3 separate regions of the Gossypium hirsutum genome follow, and all the other regions are linked to region 2. Evidence: chromatin contacts called from public Hi-C data. All regions are on one chromosome and are shown on one strand. The core of a region is the stretch at or near the end of the contact, and the rest is flanking DNA. Distances in the headings are between cores, read along the strand shown. Region 1 holds the start of LOC107951341 (synaptotagmin-2). Region 2 has its middle 28 kb from the start of LOC121216860. Region 3 has its middle 49 kb from the start of LOC121216741.

Evidence for each region. Hi-C and Micro-C count contacts between places; a contact is called where the count stands out from the background.
Region 1: a contact with region 2 is called in a Hi-C map of leaf, with 2.3 times the contacts expected there. The contact joins the promoter of LOC107951341 here to the enhancer-like site in region 2. A contact is called at or near these places in 10 of 34 Hi-C or Micro-C datasets (callus, hypocotyl, leaf and 2 more).
Region 3: a Hi-C map of leaf shows a contact between it and region 2, with 3 times the contacts expected there. The contact joins two enhancer-like sites. A contact is called at or near these places in 5 of 34 Hi-C or Micro-C datasets (callus and leaf).

The regions. Positions count from the first base shown.
Region 1 is chrA02:29,985,740-29,988,439 of Gossypium_hirsutum_v2.1, reverse strand. LOC107951341 (synaptotagmin-2) reads left to right here and starts at 1,438. Exons shown (of 12, transcript XM_016886350.2): 1 at 1,438-1,835; 2 at 2,495-2,593; 3 at 2,695-2,700. The coding sequence starts at 1,725.
Region 2 is chrA02:30,418,512-30,421,211 of Gossypium_hirsutum_v2.1, reverse strand. No RefSeq gene overlaps it. Among protein-coding and RNA genes, the nearest start is that of LOC121216860, 28 kb to the left of the region's middle. Within about 2 kb of position 1,406, at least 4 of the 9 cell types and tissues checked have an H3K27ac peak or open chromatin away from gene starts, as enhancers often do. A contact at or near this core is called in hypocotyl and leaf, where this site is marked.
Region 3 is chrA02:30,108,783-30,111,482 of Gossypium_hirsutum_v2.1, reverse strand. No RefSeq gene overlaps it. Among protein-coding and RNA genes, the nearest start is that of LOC121216741, 49 kb to the left of the region's middle. Within about 2 kb of position 1,387, at least 1 of the 9 cell types and tissues checked has an H3K27ac peak or open chromatin away from gene starts, as enhancers often do. A contact at or near this core is called in leaf, where this site is marked.

The DNA of each region.
Region 1 (2,700 bases), core at 189-2,688, 430 kb after region 2:
TCTACAACAACACATTTGATATCAGTTACAAAAAATCTGGTCCCTATTAATTGCCAACTATCTCCCTCCATACTTTGATTTTATTAATTGTTCAACTCAAACATCAAAATCTGTTTGTGATTCCAAATTAAATGCTCCAACATCCTTTTCTTTTTCTTTTAATTTAGATTTTCATATTTAAGATTTATATATTTTTTAAAAATAAATTTAATTAATTTTTAGAATTATACTAATCACAAATTAGTTTATAGGTGAAAAAAAATTTATGATTACTAGAATCGAATCGAACTATCCTATCAAATTGGTTGGATTAAGAACTAATTGGTATATTAATTTAAATAGAGATTTTCTTTTTTGAAAGATAAATTTATTGATTCATTCAATAAATGAAACATACAATTTAGAGAAGAAAATAACAAATATTTATTGTAGATGATGAATGACAAACTTCATTAACATAATAAAGACTTTATAATGTCAATAGAATATCATGACACATTAAGATTAATTGAACCAAATTAAAAAAGTTATTGAAGAATTGTTTTTACTATTTTTAGTAATATTTTTAACTTTTTATAATTTTTTATAATTTATTTAAGTAAAATCCATCTTGTCAAATATGATATTTTAAAAACCAAAAAGGAAAATGATACTGACACTACTTTTTGTGTCGGGAAAGTGAAACACGCTTGTTTTAACCTGATTTAGCCTAATTTTAAGATGATATTACTAACGGTTTTTTAATTAGTTAATAGATTACATAATTTTAGTAATATATTAATATGATTTTTAGTCACGCTTAGTGTTTGGGTAAATTATTTATTTTAATTTTTTTCTAATCTTTATATATTTAGAATTTAATATTATATTTTTATTTTTAGAAATTTAATGTTTTTATTTTTTTAATTTAAAAATTTAGGTTAATTTATTAATACTATTATAATTTTTTTAAATTTTCTAGTATGACATTTTGAAATTAAAAAGATATTCAGAATTCATGTAACAAACAAAATAATATTGTAATGAACTGAAATTTAATAAAAAAATTAATGATATTAATAATTCTTAAAAATTTACATTAATATTTTAACCATAATAAAATGTTTAGATTAACTAATAATATTATAAAAATTGAGATATTAAATTATGTCTAAATTAAAATATAGAGATTCAATTTCCAATTTGAGTGAAATATAAAAATAAAAAATAAAAAATAACAATTGTTATATAATTTTAAAAAAAGTGAAGGAATTGACCATAATCTGTTCATGTAAGAGGAAAGTGAGAAAAGTACAGCTAAGGCCTTTCTGTAGTTATATAGAAATTGTTTAAGGTAGTAAGTTCAAAAAAAAAAAAAACTAATCCGTAACCAACCAATTAACGTTACCGACAGAAGATATCACGCGCATAAAAATTTCATAGCAAAAGCCTCTGGTAGGTCCAAAATGGCATCGGCTCCTTTGAACGTAAAGGACTGACCACTAGTTGTAAATGCTCCTTTAATGCTTCCACTCTTCCTGATAAGATTTTTTAACTCTAATGTCTCTTACCATTTCTTTTCTTTTTGCTTCCAATTTTACTTCCCACAAGAATCTTTCTCAGATTCCATTTCTGGTTTTCCTTTTGGTATTAGTTTCACTTCAACAGAAGAGAGCAAAAGCTTTTTATGCCTCTTTGATTAAACTACTTGAGCTATCCTTGAAAAAAAAAACCAGAAAGGAAAAATGGGTGTTTTGAGCTCTGTAATGGGTGTTTTTGGATTCGGAATTGGAACTTCGGTTGGGATCGTCATTGGGTATTACATGTTCATCTACTTCCTTCCCACTGATGTTAAGGTTTGTTTCTTTCTTGGTTGAATTTCCTTTTGCTTTTCTTAGTTTTTGTCAGAGTCCCTTTTTTTTCCTAGGTGCCTGTTCTTGTTCTTCCATAAGCGGCTTGAATTTTTGTTGTTAAAACAATGAACAAGTGCTAAAAAAATGATAACTTTATTCTAAGCTGATCGAATGTTTCTTTTTTACTCTTATAATTTAATGGTTAATTCAAGTTGTTCTTTTTGAGTTTATGAATTCTGTCTTCCTGTTTCACCGTGCAAAGATTTGTAATTTGTAATGTTCTCGCTTTGAGAGATTTATATCCATGATTTTCAGTCGAAAAGAACATGATTTTGAAATGATCAGGCATTAGCTTAGGCTTTTCTAGGGAAAATTTAAGTTTGAGGATTCACAATTTTTTCTCTGCAGGTATTAGCATTCTAAAACATGAATAAATAAATAAACATAGAGGTATTCTTTTGTTTATTGCTTTTTTTTTCTGGGATTTTGCTTTTTGTACTTGATCACCATTGACCAACCGGTTTGGCCTGTGTCGATGTCTGTTGGTGCCACTTATAAGAAGCTGTAGTTATCATATGAAGCTATCATATAGGAAAACAACGAATAAATCAGCCTTTTGAACCATTGATAAGATGGTCACATTGTATGTTTTGGTTGTTCAGGATCCTAAAATCCGTCCTTTGGTTGAGGAAGACTCTAAAACTTTGCAGCAGTTGCTTCCAGAGATCCCTTTGTGGGTCAAAAATCCAGATTTTGACCGTGTATGTTCTCCTATCCTATGTCCTTTCATTTCTGTATTTGGGTCTTTAAGTGCTTCATATTAAGGTATGCATCAAGGTTATCACTGTCTGTTTCTCTGCAGGTTGAC
Region 2 (2,700 bases), core at 157-2,656:
GGCTTACTAATTGCACCTTGTGCTTTTTTTCCCTCCGTTGGTCTGGTTTGAAGTTTCTTTGGCTCTCCTACTGATTTCCCACTGAGTTGCTTTGATTTTGATCTCTTTGGAGGGGTCAGAGATTGGTCTTTGTTTCTGTTGCTTTTGAGGTTAGATGGAGAAGATAGAAGGGTTGGGGTTCGAGAAGGGAGCGAAGTATGAAGAGGTTTATTAGGGAGTGGAAGTGGAAGGAGAGGTGGTTGCTGCTGAGCCTGATAGAATGGATAAGAGAAGGAAAGAGAAGGTAGGGGAGCCAAAAAGAGGCCTCCTCCTCCTCCTCCTCCCCCCCATGGATGATGCTCGTGTGAGCTCCACTACTATGTCTCCTTGGAATGTTCTTGAGTTGCTTGTTTGGAGAAACAGATTTCTCAGCTGAAGATGGCAAGAAAATCCCATCCATAATACTACTGGGTTTTGCTTTGGCAAACAACGAACAAGCTTTTTCAATATCAAACAAAAAGAGGCGATGATCTTCGCAATAATATGATCAAAAGCCTGAACCCAAAAACATGTTCAAGATATATATATTTCAGAGGAAATCTTTACAGATTTTCTCAATGAAAAGTAAAAAGAAAAAGAATATTATTGGTTAGAAAATGCTATTGATAAACAGAAAATAGATACAAAATCGATTTCGATCCCAGAGGGATCCGAAATGGTTTGGATTTTTAATTTATTTTACTTTTCTTCCTGACTTTCATGTGTTTTAAAGTCTGTGCCTCTTTTTATACAAGTAATAAACTCCACGTCTCCAACGGCTACTTTATTTTTTATTGTAATTTACTTTTCGTTAAAATTGTCTGTTAGGCCCTATACTTTTGATAAAATTTGAGATTTGTTCTCCATATTTAAAATGTTAGAAATTAAGCCCTTTAACTGTTTTGATCTAAAAATCCCAATCCAATCATTAAAATAGTAAGTATTTTTTGTCAAAATTTACCAATTTAGCATGTTGATTAAGTTTCCCTCATCTGACATGTCATATGAGTGAAAATAAACATTTTAACATATGATAATTATTGGATTAAGATTTTTAAATTGAAAAAGTAAGAGAATTGAGTTTTTAAATTTTAAAATATAGGGAGTAAATATCAAATTATATAGAAATGCAGGGACTAGTAACATACTTTCTCCTTTACTTCTTTTTTTTTTTCATTTTCTTTATAATAAAAATGTTACCACAGACACCTAATTTACCGACAGCCATTGCAGTCCAAGGCTTGGGAAACACTGTTGGGCGGCAGCCGTCAATTCGATTGACGCCGTTGGATCGAATAATTAGAAATAGCCGGTGAGGAGATACCAGCCGTTGATCACTCCCTCGGGCTCTAGGATGTTGGTCTGGTTTGAAAGGGACTTGAAAGAATCCTAGCAATACACGTATCCCACTTGGCGGGACCCAAGACTATTTAATGACCATCTTATGCAAGAGCAACACATAAATAGAAAATAGGAGTAAAACATTAAATATTTTATGTGATAATACAGTGCAAGACCTTAAGGGATTGGTACACGTGGCAGAAGGCCAGCCAGTCTTGATGTGAATTTCCGGTCCATGATTGGTCGGTGCCATGCACGTGACCTTCATTCACATCTATTAATTTTGATTTAAACGATGTATAACGACGTCTTTGTCCATTTAATGGAATAATCTCTGTTATCCCAGATCATGGAATTGCTTAATTTGAATTGAATTCAATGTTTCTCTTTTTACTTGCTTAATCACATCGAATCTCATAAGAATTCGTGACTATTTTTAAAATATATATTAACAAATCATTACCTCATTTAATTGGTAAAAGTAGAGATTTTGCTTCAAAGATTTATCATGCCTAATTTATATAAGTTTTTAACTTTTATAATATATGAGAGTTTTGGTCTACTTAATCGTAATTGGTTGATTTTAGTTTAAACTATATTAATTCTTAATTTGTTTATGTTATAATAATTTGAATGTACAGTTCATTTATAATAGTTTAATACTTGTATTTATAATTGTATTGTCCTTGTTACAATTCATAAATATATATATAAAAAAAACTAAAAAAATATGTATTTGTATTTTATGTAATAATCATATTCATGGTATTATATATTTATATGAAATTTTATATATTTATAATTCCTTTATATAAAAAAAAATTCATTATTTAATATTTAAAAATTTGGCGAAGTTAGTGTCACTCTTAGTTAGGTTACCAACTCAATAATGAAATTACATGAATATTTTTATTTTAAACTATAATATTATTATGAAGCCATTTTGTCTTTTCATACTTTTATAAGTAAAATAACATGGACACCCCTATATCAGGATTCAATTTGCATTTTGTCCCCTCTGCTTAAAAGATGGGCAAATTAATCCTTGGACATTAGATTAAATGCAAAATGATTGTTTTATTAAAAATTCCATCCAATTCTTCTATTAAAAACTAGTCATTGTACATCAATAAAATGTACACATGACACGTCACATGTCATTTTCTAGTTATTCAGTCAACCACGCAAGTTTTTAACAGTACAAATAAATAAATTTTTTAACAGAAAGGACTAATTTTCTCTTTGATTTAACGTATAAGGACTAATTTATTTATTTTTTAGTAGAGAGAAAAAAAAATACAATTTGACTCCTAATATAAAAACACCCATAATTCTTTTACC
Region 3 (2,700 bases), core at 138-2,637, 310 kb after region 2:
CTTTTTACTAATGGGCTGTGGAGAGTTATTTTTTTCTTTATAACAGAAGTTGTGGATGAGTGGAGAAGAAAAACAATAACAATGCTTTTAAATATATTAGAATGGCCACTACCATGTTGGATTAATTGTTTTTTTGTATGATTAAATTTTGAACGCTAAAATATATTTCAAGTTTTTTTTGTATTTTTTGTGTATTTAAAAATAATTTTTATATTTTTATTTTTAAAAATTTTATTTATTTATTTTTTAATTTAAAAATTTAGATGTAATTTTTAACACCATTAATTTCTTCTGTTAAACTTATTAGGGTGAAATTTTAGATAAAATATTATAGAAAATAAGGACAAAATAATCTTAATTTTAAGCATAGGGACAAAATAAATGATATTTGATCATTTTCCTATAAAATGAGAAAAAAAAGGGTTGAGACACATGTCGAGATTGGACCTTCCCTTTTATATATAGGTTATAAATTATAGATTTTATATTTTATTTTATTAGAATTAAGTAATCATTTTTAAAATTTGGAGATACATGTTTTAGAAAGTTGAAGATGATAAACTAAAGCGTACTTATATTAATATGTACTAATTTTAATAAAAAATATATCGTTATCAATACTAGACTAAAGGTCCGTCCAGAATTTAGAGAGGGTTTACGCAGAAATATTATGTATAAAAACTGAGTTTGGGTAAAAAAATTAAATTCGTTTAAAATATGGACTGGATTCAGGTTTGAACATTCAAGATCTGAGCTCAATCTAACCCGGCCTATTTATAAGTTTGTAATATTTTATATTATGTTATTTTTATATATATTATGTAATTTAACATATAAAAATTAAATTTATAGTAAGATATAATACTATTATAATGTAAACATAAAAAAATTGTTAAGATAATTATATATAAAATTTTAGTAAATAAAAATATATGAAATTATTAAATATTATTTTAAAATGATATAAAGATGTATTTTTAAATCTTTTTAAAAATTAATATGAGTGGACTTAAAATAGGTTTACGTTAATCACTTATAAAATATAAATAAAATTAGACAAAATTTTAAGATCATATTTCAGTTAAAGATAAAAATAAAAGAATGTTTAAAAGGGAAATGGGAGTGGGGCTTTGGGCCTAATATGTCCAGAAGAAGGTTTGTTACAAGCGTAGTATGGTATCTTCTTTGCTTGTTGGTATTCGGGTGTTGAAATAAAAAAGAGAATAATTTATGTGGTTGAAGAGCTTATTTCAAGTTATCTTAACCCTTTCTTTTCCCTGGATGCTTGCATAAAGAGACAAGTGAATGCGCCTTTCCTTGTGAATGGAGAAATGTTGGAGCCCAAATGCTTAAACCGAAAGCTAATAATGGAGGGGACCCTTTCATGTTGCATTATGGCACATGTCTCTACCACCATTAGTGAAGCAACCCTATGTTTTAGTTGATATTTTGGAACTTCGTCATTATTCCTATGCCTGGAACAAAACTTCCCATCAAGGACTTTTGAGTACAAATACATTATTTAATTGAAGGACAAGAGACTAGAAAGGTAAAACAAAGAGTTAGTGTTATAAGTAAGCAACATCATGCACTGAAACTCAAAACACGAAATAAAGAACAATGTCGATTGTTTCAGAGGAACAGAAGCAGAATTGGACACAAGCACTGAAACCTCCCCTCTTTTGAAGTCAAAATTTCTAAACTCATACATTTCTCCATCTCTCCTCTTTCACTTTTTATCTTAAAAGTTTCACCTATAAACTTATTTTTCTAAAGGTTTTAAAATCCATAGTTGAACAGAGTAAAAATCCCAAGAACTATTGTGTTTGAAACTCGTGTCTTTCTCAAAATTATTTTGAAGCTATAAAATGTGTTAATTGAAAATGGTTTTTTTGAAGAAATTAAAAGTTTGTAAGAGATTAAAATAATATTTAATTTACCCATTCTTTACTAATCAAGGAGAGGCTTTTGAAGAAATTGAAAAGGCCTTTCAACTTAAAAAATGAGTTTAGGGTAATTGAAGGTTTTGGGTTTAAATAAAAGAAGAGAATAAAAGGACTTTTTGTTTCTTACTTGAAAATGTAATTGTATTTTTCCTTTTACTAATAATTGTTGTTTTTCAATTAAATAACAATTCGAGGTTGATGCCGTGTCCCAGAGAGCAATATCATATTCACAATCAAAACAATTTATGCAATATCAATTCAATCACAAATAATAACAATATAGTTGCATTATTAACATATAACTTACCTTGGCTTACAAAAGATGAGCAACTAATCGACCTAATCCACAAGCTTGGCCTTTCCCCGGTCCAAGTCTGGTTTTCGTATTTCTTGATCTAAAATAATAAAAATTCACTCATTTAATAACTAAATAAATTCAGACAATAAAACATTCACAATTTTGGCAAAATGACCATTTTGCCCCTAGACTTTTATAAAATGACCATTTTACCCCTAGGCTTGAAAATCGATTTTTATCAAATTTCTTCATGCCTTAAGCCTAGCCGAAACCTTTTTACTCTTATAACAACCCAAAATTTCCATTATTTCATAAAAGTACCATCTATTTTACAAACTTTACAAAATGGTGCTATTAGGGTTTTCATGAGAAGTCATTTCACAAAAGTTGTTTATTTAACAACCAAGGTTCATTTTCTTCCATAAAAACTCAGAAAACATCATAAATTATTTCATG